Linked DNA regions of Mus musculus: regions 2 and 3 are each linked to region 1. A link is a contact called in public promoter capture Hi-C data. All regions are on one chromosome and are shown on one strand. Each heading gives the region's core, a stretch centred on a gene start, on an enhancer-like site or on the middle of the called end of the contact. The rest is flanking DNA. Distances are from core to core; before and after follow the strand shown.

Region 1 (3,797 bases), core at 1,021-3,520:
AAAAAATATAAGAAAAATTGAAATAATACTGATATTACTTAAGCAAAAATGTAAGAAAAAATGAAATAATACTGACACTACTTAAGTAGAATATATTTAGCAGAAAATACTGTCATGGAGGAATAACCATCAATGGACAGTAGCTTTGTTCCACACAGAAAACCATTCATGTTCATAGACTAATGGGTTCCACACATCTTAGAATCTAAACCCTGGATTCTTTTAATACACACTGATTTAAATACACTGCTATGCATCAGAACTAATGAAGTGATGTCCTCTAAAAGTGGACACTCTTTCAAATGAAAGGGTAAGTTAAAAACACAAATTACAAAATTAAAATGGATAACTTAAAATGCCCATCCAATAGACTTCAGAGTATTTAGACAAATCTGACAGGTCTGCACAAGGAAGGCTTCAATTCTAGAGACAAAACATATTTGTAAGGGGACTAATATTTTTAAAACATTAGACTGCTATGTTTCCTCTCTCAAATAAATCATATTTGGCCCTCTCGAAGGCATGTCATTATGCCTTCAAGCATGGGAACAGGGAGAAAACATGGCAGTCACGTAAAAGGAATTTCCTTGAACAGAGCAATTCCACAATTCCAGCTTCCAGAGTTGACATCAACAGAGGGATGACAGCCATTCATTTTATTTATTTGAGACATTCTTGCCCAAGGCCATTCTTTCCAAATACCCAGACACCATACTGACAAATAAAAGGCCAAAGAGAGAGAACGGCTCAATAAATAGTTGTACCAACTATTTGAACCAGAAGACACGGAAATGACACTTTGATTATTCATCTTAAAGAAATTCTCCCTTGTTATGAGACCCAGCACTCGAAGCGCTGAATTAAAGCTGGGTGTGATGTTGCAGGAGTGAAACCCCACCACTTGGGAAACTGAGGCATTGCAAGTTCAAGGCCACCATGGGTGGGCTATATAGTGAAATTAAAGGACTTAATTCTGTTTGTATATTTTAATAGGGCATGGATTGTAACTGGTACATATATGTGTGCATGAAAATTTATCTAGTAGTATATACAACTTGCACTGCCTTTAGTTATTACACAGTGACTACTGGAGTCTGCATGATATTCTACTTCTTGATAGGTTCTCTCCTAAGCTTAAATATGTGTGCCAATACATAGCAATTATTAGCAGAATTTTCCACGTGGAAATTCCCACTTCAACTTTTATTTCATGTTCGTGGCACTTAAAATTGGCACACACTCACTAAGCACAAAATGGCAGTGCCTGGTTATGGTTAAGAAGTGTTTGTTTCTTGAACCTGTCATCACACAAACTTTGGAAGAGTATCAAAAAACTGTACTAGCTCAGCGAGTGTATATGGCGTGTCACCTATATGCAAGAAGGCTAAGAATCCATCTTCAGTAAAATGAATGAATTCGGGACAGATCCAGGAACATTCTTTCAACCCGAGTGCCACTAGGAATTAGGTAGCTTCAGTTTGCAGATTTGTCTTTGGACCTTTGTCTCTGGGAATATCTCTTCCTAACATGACAGGTACAGTGAACCAGTGACCCCCAGAAGCACATACACAAAACACAATGCCCAAGACCAGCACAGGGGCAGCCTCTTCCACAAGGCCCCTTTCAAGAATAAAACAATCCCACTTCAGCTCCAGGAGAACTTCATTCAAACCTCCACGCCCAACACTAGACCAATCATCATAAGGAAAGTGCACAGAATACAAGTGTGTTTGTCAAATCCAGATTGAGTTGAGCCAAGGAAGGCAAATACTGGAACAGAAGCATGGTAAACAGGCCAGCCCAAAGGAGGAGTCTTTTATGGACAATCGAAAGGTCAGCTCAGCACATTTGTGAAATCAAAAGAAATCCTCCTAACTCTAATTTTAATCTTCAGACATCTGAGCTCATTTTAGTCCCTTGGCTTAGAATGTTGAGAATTTTTGGAAATCCTTTCCGTTGGGTCAAGGGAAACAGCAAGGTTAACGCAATATATTTCATCTAGGCTTTTCCAGTTGCAGCTCTTTATGAGTGAAGCAAGACAAACAAGGAAAGAATGAACAAAATGCCCATGCCAGGGTCGGTAAGCCCAGTGATCTTTAGCAGCAATATAAGAGACGGAGAGTCATTCGGTTCCAAATTAATGTAAGGCACTTGGCCTTCTAAAGAATGGGGCTTTTTGTTTCTAAAGAAGTGGACCAACATGAATAGAGTATTCACATTTAAAGATGGTGTCATACATTTAACTATAGTGATCAAGGGCAAAGCCATTCGGTTTGTTCTTACTGTCCGTGAGTAACATTTTCATTGTTCTGAGACTTCCATCCATAAAAGAAACACTAACCAATTTGCATCCTTTTCCTTGAACTTTTAACAGGAACTATAAAATCAAATATAAAAACATTCTTTGGATCGCTCTTTGATTTTCCTCTGCATGTAATAAACATCTCTATTTTAGCAACAGGCAGTTACATAAAAGCTCTTTCTGCCACTCTGTTTCCAGGGACTGGGCTGTGCTCTCAGGGATGAAGCCTTGGATAATTCTGTGTGCTCATGGACCACCTGGCAATGGAACTCTTGGCCGAATTAGCTTGCCGATTTTGTTATGAACATGACTAACTGCCTTTTATAAAGGGCTTACTGATCCAAAAATAGTTGCTGGGCATTGGATACTTTTTTCCTTTAAGTGTTTTATTTTGCTTTTTTTTTCTAAAGAGGTATCAAATCCAATTTATCTCACTGTAATTTCCCAACTTCAAAGACAGTATTAATAATTCAGAAGTAACAACTGTACAGATATTGTCCTGTAAACTATGATGCATTCATCACATAGCCAATGATAAATAAAGTACCCGTATATCCTGCAAATTCCCATATTCCTGATATGCTTATACATGTCATCAGCCCATCTGACATCATAAACATAAATATTTCATTTCACTTCAGTAGATATCCTCTTTTCCCTACAGCTTGGAAATTTGCTAATAATAATAATACCTAAATTTCATGTCACTCCTAGACAGAGGCCTTGTCACCTCACAGATTACAGAGTGTGAGGGACTAATGGAAGAATAGAAAAGGCTTCATTCACCGCCCTCACTTTGTGAGCAGACTCCTGCACTTGCAATGCACGCTGGGCTCACACATTTTCCAGACATGGTAAGCAGAACTCTTAGCGCAACCATTTTTGGATGAGAGCAGTCACATGTTACCCTTAATCTTTAAACAACTTAACCACATTTCTCTTAGGAATGGGAAGGTTCAAATCAATGGCGTAACTGAAGAGAATGTAACCAAGGAGTCAGGAGCAAAGATGTGGGCTAGGCTAGAGGAAATAGCTAAAGAATGTCAGAACATCCCAGAGGTTAATAAAGCAGCAAGCTATGCCTATCCAGTCCTATGACGTAAAAAGAGGAAAAACTGCCCAAACTAGAAACGGCATTGGTCATTGGACTCTTAAAGTCAATAAGGAAGCTGGGGAACAAGGCAGATCCTCAAGGACATGTCCACAAAGGTTGCTCCTTGGAACCTTACAGTAGGACAGGAAAGTCCATCTGGATATGCCAATGGACAATATCCAGCAGATGAAATACATCCCTGAGTTTGTATCTCTGCTCTGTGTTTGCTTTTAAAGAATTATAAAATCTAAACCTTGCAAACAAAAGGAAGCCATCTGGGTTTCTTTCGGCTTCTGTAGTCTCTGAAAAGAGGCCGAATTGGAATCCTAGAGGGGAAATTTTAGATAAAGAGCACAAGAGAAAGACTCTCGGAGCTGAATAATTAATTGGAACAAAACCATG
Region 2 (3,951 bases), core at 1,184-3,683, 96 kb after region 1:
TCCTATGTGAGCCCTTTGATTAGTCTGATTTAAAATACCTCTTCCCTAGGATACAAATAAAGAACCCTGAGGGAAATGGGGAGCATGCATAGGAATTGAAGCAGGCACTAAGGGGTTAAGGATGATGCCTGCAGCCTAAGAGGTCCAGCAGAGCAGAAAGGGTCTGACAGCCAGATTGGGCTCAGTGCTTCTGAATAGCATCCCTTCTGTGTGTGGACCCTGCGACGGGCAGGCGTTCAGGAAGACTGTATCTCTGGATTTAAATTAATCAACCAGTCAGTGGTACAATGCTGGATTCTCTTCCCTTTAACTTATTAAAGCAGATTTACTGGCAGTTCCCAAATCATGTCAGTGACTTCTTAAAGGTCAAGCCAAGCAGTATACATCAAATATTGCTCTTAGAAAAGAATATCCAAACCTCTGCATCTCCCCCTCCCACCCCTTCACATGCTGTGTGGAATTCCTGCAGTGAATCAGCCCATTTTAATGAACTACCTTCATTTTCTTTGTCATTTTTCTTCTGAAATCTAAAACACAATTTATACAGTTTAATGATGATATTAATTATGAGGAAGCTTGTTTAAGTCCCATATGAGGTTAAAACATCAATAGGTCAGTTATAATGCCACACTGGGGAGAGGAAGACAAAAGTAAGGACTCCAGTCAACAGGAGCCATGTCCAGAACAAGAGAGTTAAAACCAAAGCAGAAACAGTAGATTGGGAAAAACAGAGGAACGAGATAACTACCGTCACTGTCAGGCACGGAGTGCCCAAGAAACAGAAGCATTTATTAGAAAATACCTCAAGTCAGGTAGAAAATTTCATCTGTATGAAAAAACTACAGATTCTAGCGCATGGGGAGGTTCTTCGAAATCTAGTGTCCTGTTGCTGTTGTGCTGCAGTCAGAGAGCAAATGCGGTCTTGTAAAATATTAATTATGCACGGACTGAGCACTGAAGGTAAAAGAAGAGGGTAGAGAAGCTCAGCTAAGGATAACAGACTATGAAGTGTTCAGGACCAATGCTTGTCTGAGATGCTGTGGAAACAATTATTACCCATTCAGACGCTCAGAAGATGATCCAAGAACTTACCACATCACCCTCCTCCTCTGTCCTAATAAGATTCCCGAATTCCAGTTGTGAAAAGGGAGGCGATGTTCAAAGCACTTTTAGAACCGACCACGGAGTCTACTGCATCCAATCTCTGTGCAGTTAGACCAGTTACATAGCTTCCCCGAACCTCGGATTTGTCACCTTTAAAATTCAGGAAAGACTACCACTAAGGCACTGGAGATACATTGCTGAAAAGAGTGCGTTTTCCCCTATGTGGGAAATGAAAAGAAGAGCAAGTCATAGCTATTTTTATATAAGTAGAAGGCGGCACAGAAGAGCCATACCACGTGATGGCGAGACATGCCCTGACTGGCCAGCGGGATGTGTGGTGTCCAAAGAAGCTGCAGTACAATAAGGAGGGACAAGGAGCATGGACCAGGGCCGACTCCTCAAGGCAAGAGTAATCGTTCAAAGAAATGGGCCTCGACTGTTTGGAGATGATAAGCCCAGGATGGCTACAACGGCAAGAGGCAAAGAAGAACAGAGAGGCCCACATCAGAATGCCCAGTGAAGGAACATGTGGACATCGAACGCGTGAGTGAAGTGGCAGGGAGAGCATACACCTGGAAACTCAAAATCGGGAGCCAAATTGTAGCTTCGTGAAGCACGCTGTCCAGTCATTGCCCACAAGGAGGGTTACATCTGTCTACCCCCACCTCTTCCCGTAACTGACTTTGAGTCTGTACTAGGGAATCATTAGCAAATGCAGCGGAAAGGTGAGGAGAGTCAGATTACCTCAGGCAGGTGATACAGCTCATGTCAACCAACACCTAGGAAGCAGCAGAGCCTTCTTGCCATCCATTCTGTGTCCAGAAGGATTGTGAAGCCAGGAGGAGCTCACTGTGCATACAAGTGAGATAAAGAATAAGGTTGCCAAGGCACTGGGACTTGTTTTTGTTTTGATACTTACTTCTCGGGATATAAGGATATGTTACATATCTTAAATCTACAGCGTAGAGACAATCTCTTGTTAAAAGTGACTGGCCTACAAAATTGGGGTGTAACAAGTCTGAAGACCATAAACCCCAACCTTCTGGCATACATGTAAAAAATTTCAAAAGGAGCCTTTTTACTTTTATTTCCTCAAATACATTTTTAAAATTCCAGCTAGCATAATCCTCTGACTTGGACATGGGGTATATTATACAACGAGCACTCAGCTAGCGTATTCTGTTTTCTTTATTCACAGGCTGTATTCTGAAGTGGGCATACGGGCACCATTCATTTCTATAGTGAGATCAGTTATAAACACACCGTTAGTGAAAATAGCAACTCCTACCCGATTTAGTGATTAAGTAACTTTTTAAAACTAAGATGGCTTAATGTTCCTGTCAGAAGTCCAAGGTCTTTCAGCAGCAGTGAGTCAGCTACCCTCCAGCCTAACTGCTCCTTATCGCTGCTTTAAAATGTGCACACACAGCAGGCACACATTCTAAAATTAAGTGATTGCTCTTGGATACCTTTACCCACATAACAACAAATTCGTATAGTTAAATGGGAAGACAGGAATCTTCAACAATCTAGTTCTAAAGGACAGGGGCTTCATCTTTTAGGGATGCAGACCAGTGCGAAGCAACACAAAGCAGGTAATAAGACAAAAACAGTGGTTTTCAACTTTCCTCATGTTGTGGTGACCTCCAATCATTAAGTTGTTTTGCTGCTACTATGTAACTGTAATTTTGCTAGTGTTAGGAACTGTAATGGAAACATCTGACATACAAGATATCTGATATTACAACCGCAAAGGGGTTCATGAGCCACAGGTTGAGAACCCCTGAACTAAAACAACAAATAACAAAAGGAATGCAATAGGCAGAAAACTCTCCCCAAAGCACTCACTCACTTGCTCACCTGCCAGGCAGGCTTTCCTCCCAGTGTTCTGAGAGAGAGGTTTATAAGCAGAAAGGGGGGAAAAAAAAAGATGGCCTCTGTTATACTGATTTGATTTCAGCAAACTAACCAGAAATGGAGTTTGTATTAGAAAGAGCCACAGGCAGGAACAATAATATACTATCCCTATCAGAGGAGTTGGGTTTATTCATGAGCCCCCGCTGAGTTCAGAAGAGAAAAAGGCAGGAGAAAGCTCACTTCAAAGTACTGCTGAAGGATGATTAACACTAGCCACAAACAGGAACCGCAGGCTTCTTTGATGTCGAGAATTTTTAGTGCCTAAGTTTAAAGAAAGGACATCTACTAAGTTTAAACACTAAAAAAAAAAAAATAATAAAAATAAAAATTCCAATAATACATGTCCTCTGCATGCTGAAAAGCAGTTAATTACCTAAGGGAATAAACGAAATTTAGAACTCCAACTCAGAAGTTACGCCTTAAATACAAAACCCGCAAATATTCCGCCCTTGTCAAGGTTCTGTGGCAAAATGCCAGCTCTAATATGTACTGTGTATAAATAAATATGAGGCTCCTCATTGTCTCTCTTCATATCACAACAGGAAAAATACGGTGAACACTTACCAAGCAACATATACAAGCTAATTTCAAGATGTCGCCTGAGCTCGAGCCCAGAGTTGATGTGGTTTGGTTGCAGAGAGTATGGTGGCAAGAAAAGATGCAGGACTCCATTTGAGGCTAACACTAACAGTCACATGAATGTATTAGCCCTGGACAGCTGAGAAACCTTTGTCAATTATTCACCATGGTGAATCTTCGCCCAGAAATTGAGAATTAGGCTTCAGTACTGATGCTCTTAAAGTCACTGTGAAGGGTCTACAAAAATTCCAACAGTAAAGGGAGGTTAAAATGTTTGATTTTTATGGCAATCATCAGTATTTGCCAGATGAGGTTAGCAGCCAATTCCATGCAACTCAGATGACTTTTAGC
Region 3 (4,166 bases), core at 47-2,546, 130 kb before region 1:
TGAAATCGTGAGCAGAATATGGTTTTTCCTGATGAACAGTTTTGTCACATCTGCCAAGACACCAAATGGTTGAATCTATGTGCACTATGCTAATTGGGTTCTTATCTCAGAATACTAAAAGTCACTCAAAGATTAATTAATTCAAAGCTCAAAAGTTACTGAATACAGCATTGGCCAAATTGAGACGTAAAATGTACATTATATTTGATTGAAGTTCATAGTCTTAATTTTACTTTTCTTCTAACAATTTGTTTCCTTTTCTTGTTAGGACGTGAATTTATGCTGTTATTGACATAATTTATTAATCAAGTTTTCATGTCCTTATTAACTCTTTACCTAATAAAACTATTTGCTGCAGCTTTAGATACCACAAATCTATCATCCCCAAATCCTTTACTAATTACAACTATCTCCTGTTGCTTAGACTCCAAAATACTTAAAAAGCATTTCTGGATATTGGATATTTTTGGCCAAGTAAACGTTCACTGAACTTCAGATAAAGAATGTTTTGATTTATAGCTTGAAACCAGGGACTATGCTAGCATAGTTTTAATGATGTGCACATTGAAATGAAAGAATTCGAACATTCTTGCAAAAATACAGCGCCAGCATCCAGCTCAGGCCACAATATCTGCAGCAATTTCCTCTGCCAGATACTATCGGGTACCCTGCTGAGACACAATGATCCCCTGGCTATCAGACATCCTGGGGCCCTTTCTCATTTGTGAAGTAAGTTAACATTAAAATGGATCTTGGCCATCTAACTTGCTCCCAACCCTTTTCTCTATCTCTTGCCTGGGATTCAGAGAGCGCGGCTGAGGGACTTCTGTTGTGAAACCTCACCCTTCTCTAGGGAGCCATAAGAACAGATCCCACTTCTGCCTCAAGAGCTCTGCTTCTTCTTCTGAGACCACACCATTCTGTCTATCTCTGGTGCTTCATCCTGAACTCTCATAGCATCTCTGTCACACAATTCCTCTCCTCTGTCTATCTGTGACGTTAATAACTTTTCTAACAGATGCCTTACTTCTCAATAATCCAGCTCAATGTCCCCTTGAAACAGCTCTATAGACCTAACAGGAAGTAAGCTATTCCAGTGTTCCCTTGACTCTCCTTCCCCACCCCCAACTCTAAAACCTAACAATTTTACACTAACTGGCTAGGTTCTGATGGAGCAAATGTGTTCTTTATGTTCTGAGTTAAATAAAAATACAGCAACTCAGTATCTGGAGGAAAGCTGAGCCCTAAGTGTCAGGGAAGGATGCTGTTGTCCCTTGAAGCTCAGTGCTACAGAGAGCCACATGGGGTGATAGCTCGTGGCAACAAGCCAACCTCTGCTTTGTCAAAGCTGTCTCTTCCTTCTGTAACCAAGCTGGAATTAACACTGGCTTTTAATGTAACAGACATTACTTCACACATCAAAAATTTCCTGTGGAGTGTCTCTGGAAACAAGGCAATGACTGCCAGGAAAATGAAAAAAGAAAAAACCAAACCAAAACAAAAAAAAAAAAAACAAACCAAAAAACAAAACCCCTCTCTCTCCACATTTCAAACCTTATTGAATCCCTGAATTGGATACCAAATAAGGACCCCATCCCTTCCTCCTCCTCCTCCTCTCATCGCTCTTCATTTCTCGTCCTTTGTAGTACAAGGAATAGAAAGCTGAAGATGCCAGACACGTGCTGAACCCCAAACCCAAACCCCTTATATCCCTGTTTCCTATTCAAAAGCAAATGTTTTTGTTTCCCATTTTAAACAATAAAACAGATGGAAATTACAGTCAGAAGTACTATAAAAATGAACAAATGAAAAACAAACCCAGCCTGCTTTCAGTGAGGGTGAACTTCCACACGGTGTTTGTGTGTGCGTCGCCAATGTACACAGTCCCATCTTCAGAAGCCACAATATCATGAGGCATGTCAAAGTGCTGCCAAATGCAAAGGCATTTGTTATTGGGATGAGGCTGTACTTACATCTATTACAGAATGACAGAAAAATTAGACATAGCATGTGACTCAAACGAAAGTGACCTTAATTCCCACCAAAGCAACTCCAGCCAACGGCAGCTGTTCATTGCATCCTGACTCTGTGGGGCACAGTTCTAGACACTGAGCAAAGCAATGGGGACCTATAACCACTGACTTGAGATTCTTTTAAAAACTGGAAATTCATAAGTTGTTTTTTTTTTCAGGGCAGTTGGATTTGGTACTTTGTGACTTATTTGTGTTTACTTTTTCTTTCATATTTCTCCTGTTTTAAAAAACTGACTATTGAATGTCTCCTCAGACATATTCATACAGGGATCCTACACATTCAGGCTCCTCTTGCCCCAAAGCTCTGCTCATGTTCCTCCCACCCCCTTTAACCCTCTCTCCTACCCTAAAGTCCCCTTTCCATATTTACCATATTTATCTGCTTTAGTTTTGAGACCCAATCAGTTTACCCAGGGCTACCCATGTAGAGTTTGAACTCTCCACTGGAGCGTGGCTGACTCACGAGTGCTTATGTAATTGACAGTAGTAATGCCTGGTTTCCCACAATTCATCAGTAGCCACTAGGTCAGCAGTTAGGAACCAACAGTGGAGATGAAGGAGATGAAGCTTCTCCATCTATGGTTAGCTGTAAACAGGTCCATTCTGCTCTGCTTTTTTTTTCTTCCCCAAGACAGGGTTTTTCTGTGTAGTCCTGGCTGTCCTGGAACTCACTCTGTAGACCAGGCTGGCCTCGAACTCGGAAACCCGCCTGTCTCTGCCTCCCAAGTGCTGGGATTAAAGGCATGTGCCACCACTGCCTGGCTCTATTCTGCTTTTTAAGAGTAAGTTTTTATTATATTAGAATTGCTGTTATATGTCTATGTCTGGGTGTAGGTATATGCATGTGAGCACAGTGTCCAAGGAGGCCAAGAAAGGGCACTGTGTCCTTGGAGGGGGGGGTTACAGTGGTTGTGAGCCATCAATGTGGATGCTGAGAAATGAACATAGGACCTCTGCAGAAGCAGACACTGCTCTTAAGTACTGAGGTCGGGCTGGTTCTCCAGTAGCGTCTATGTAGACAAGTACAGTTGCATTGGGCTCATGACTGGAATAGCCATTTCATGCCCAGCAGATGCATTCCCTAGCCCTTCTCCCTATCCTCTAGCTCTTTCTACTTCCTCTTCAGCAGTATTCCCTAAGCCTTATAGGTGGGGCCATAAATATTATTGCTGATCATCTAACCCTCATTTTTCTGGGCACCTTGAGCAGTCCCATGCCTCTTCCTTCAGTACTGTTCACTGAAAAGAAAGACTATAGAACGGAAGACCCAGACTTAAGTTTACACCATCACTGCCACCTCATTTTTTAAACAAAGATGCCCAAAATACACACATGAGAAAAGAGTATTTTCAGCAAGTGGTGTTGTTACCTGTGTGTTCACATAGAAGAACGAAACCATCTTTATCAGTCTTATTGCCTTAGTACCCTTATGCTAACATTAAGTGGGAACAAGCATTCAGATGTAAACATTTCTAAAGACTGCTGTAGTAGAAAAGAAAGAGTCACATGATGTGAGGGAAGAAGCAACAGAATATGACCACAGAAAAGGCAGTGTAAAACTTTACCTTTGACCTTCGACTTGAATCATAACAACATCATTTCTTTTACCCAGATTTTGAATCTTTATAATGAGGAACTTAGTAAGTAGAAATTCTGAGAGATCTATAAGCCTGTTTCATTTTACAGAATCAATCTAGAATACATCTCCTGTGTTTGTGGGGTGATATTATAAATTGTTTTCTGAAAGTAAGAACAAATTTTTGCCTCAGCATGGACTTTCTTCAGGTTCCATGTCCTGACGCGCACACTGTGCCTTACTCCTCATGAATATGGTGACTGTTGATGTTTGGGAACAACGCGCTGTGAAATTCTAATTCAGACCTACTCATATTACGAGTGGAAGTCTTTCGCTTATTGCTCAGTTTTGATGTGTAGATATACAATTCAATTAAAAGTTAATAACATACTTGATACAGTACACTATCACTAAAAGAATAAGAGAGCCAAGCATAAGACAAACTGTAAACCGGAAAGAACAGTAGTAGTTTTTTTTTTTTTTTTTCTTAATCAATAAGTATGAGGAAGTTAGCTCACAGAAGAATAGCTCTAAAGATGGGATAATCAATGAGAATT

Evidence for each region. Capture Hi-C pulls out chosen DNA fragments and counts their contacts.
Region 2: a contact with region 1 is called in a promoter capture Hi-C map of adipose tissue. The contact joins two enhancer-like sites. A contact is called at or near these places in 2 of 484 Hi-C or Micro-C datasets (cerebral cortex and cortical neurons), 1 of 115 datasets of contacts at active chromatin or transcription factors (kidney) and 2 of 9 other capture datasets (adipose tissue and liver).
Region 3: a promoter capture Hi-C map of adipose tissue shows a contact between it and region 1. The contact joins two enhancer-like sites. A contact is called at or near these places in 1 of 484 Hi-C or Micro-C datasets (cerebral cortex), 1 of 115 datasets of contacts at active chromatin or transcription factors (neural progenitor cells) and 3 of 9 other capture datasets (adipose tissue, embryonic stem cells and pancreatic islet).

What each region holds. Positions count from the first base shown.
Region 1 is chr1:97,958,356-97,962,152 of GRCm38.p6, forward strand. All of the region lies in intron 3 of Pam (peptidylglycine alpha-amidating monooxygenase), which reads right to left. Among named protein-coding and RNA genes, the nearest start is that of Gm31771, 49 kb to the left of the region's middle. Within about 2 kb of position 2,271, at least 11 of the 459 cell types and tissues checked have an H3K27ac peak or open chromatin away from gene starts, as enhancers often do. A contact at or near this core is called in adipose tissue, where this site is marked.
Region 2 is chr1:98,054,013-98,057,963 of GRCm38.p6, forward strand. The region is part of intron 1 of Pam (peptidylglycine alpha-amidating monooxygenase); the gene reads right to left. Among named protein-coding and RNA genes, the nearest start is that of Gm24465, 6.2 kb to the left of the region's middle. Within about 2 kb of position 2,434, at least 30 of the 459 cell types and tissues checked have an H3K27ac peak or open chromatin away from gene starts, as enhancers often do. A contact at or near this core is called in adipose tissue, where this site is marked.
Region 3 is chr1:97,832,590-97,836,755 of GRCm38.p6, forward strand. Pam (peptidylglycine alpha-amidating monooxygenase) reads right to left here. Exons shown (of 26, transcript NM_001357127.1): 22 at 1,819-1,927. Among named protein-coding and RNA genes, the nearest start is that of Gin1, 65 kb to the left of the region's middle. Within about 2 kb of position 1,297, at least 45 of the 459 cell types and tissues checked have an H3K27ac peak or open chromatin away from gene starts, as enhancers often do. A contact at or near this core is called in adipose tissue, where this site is marked.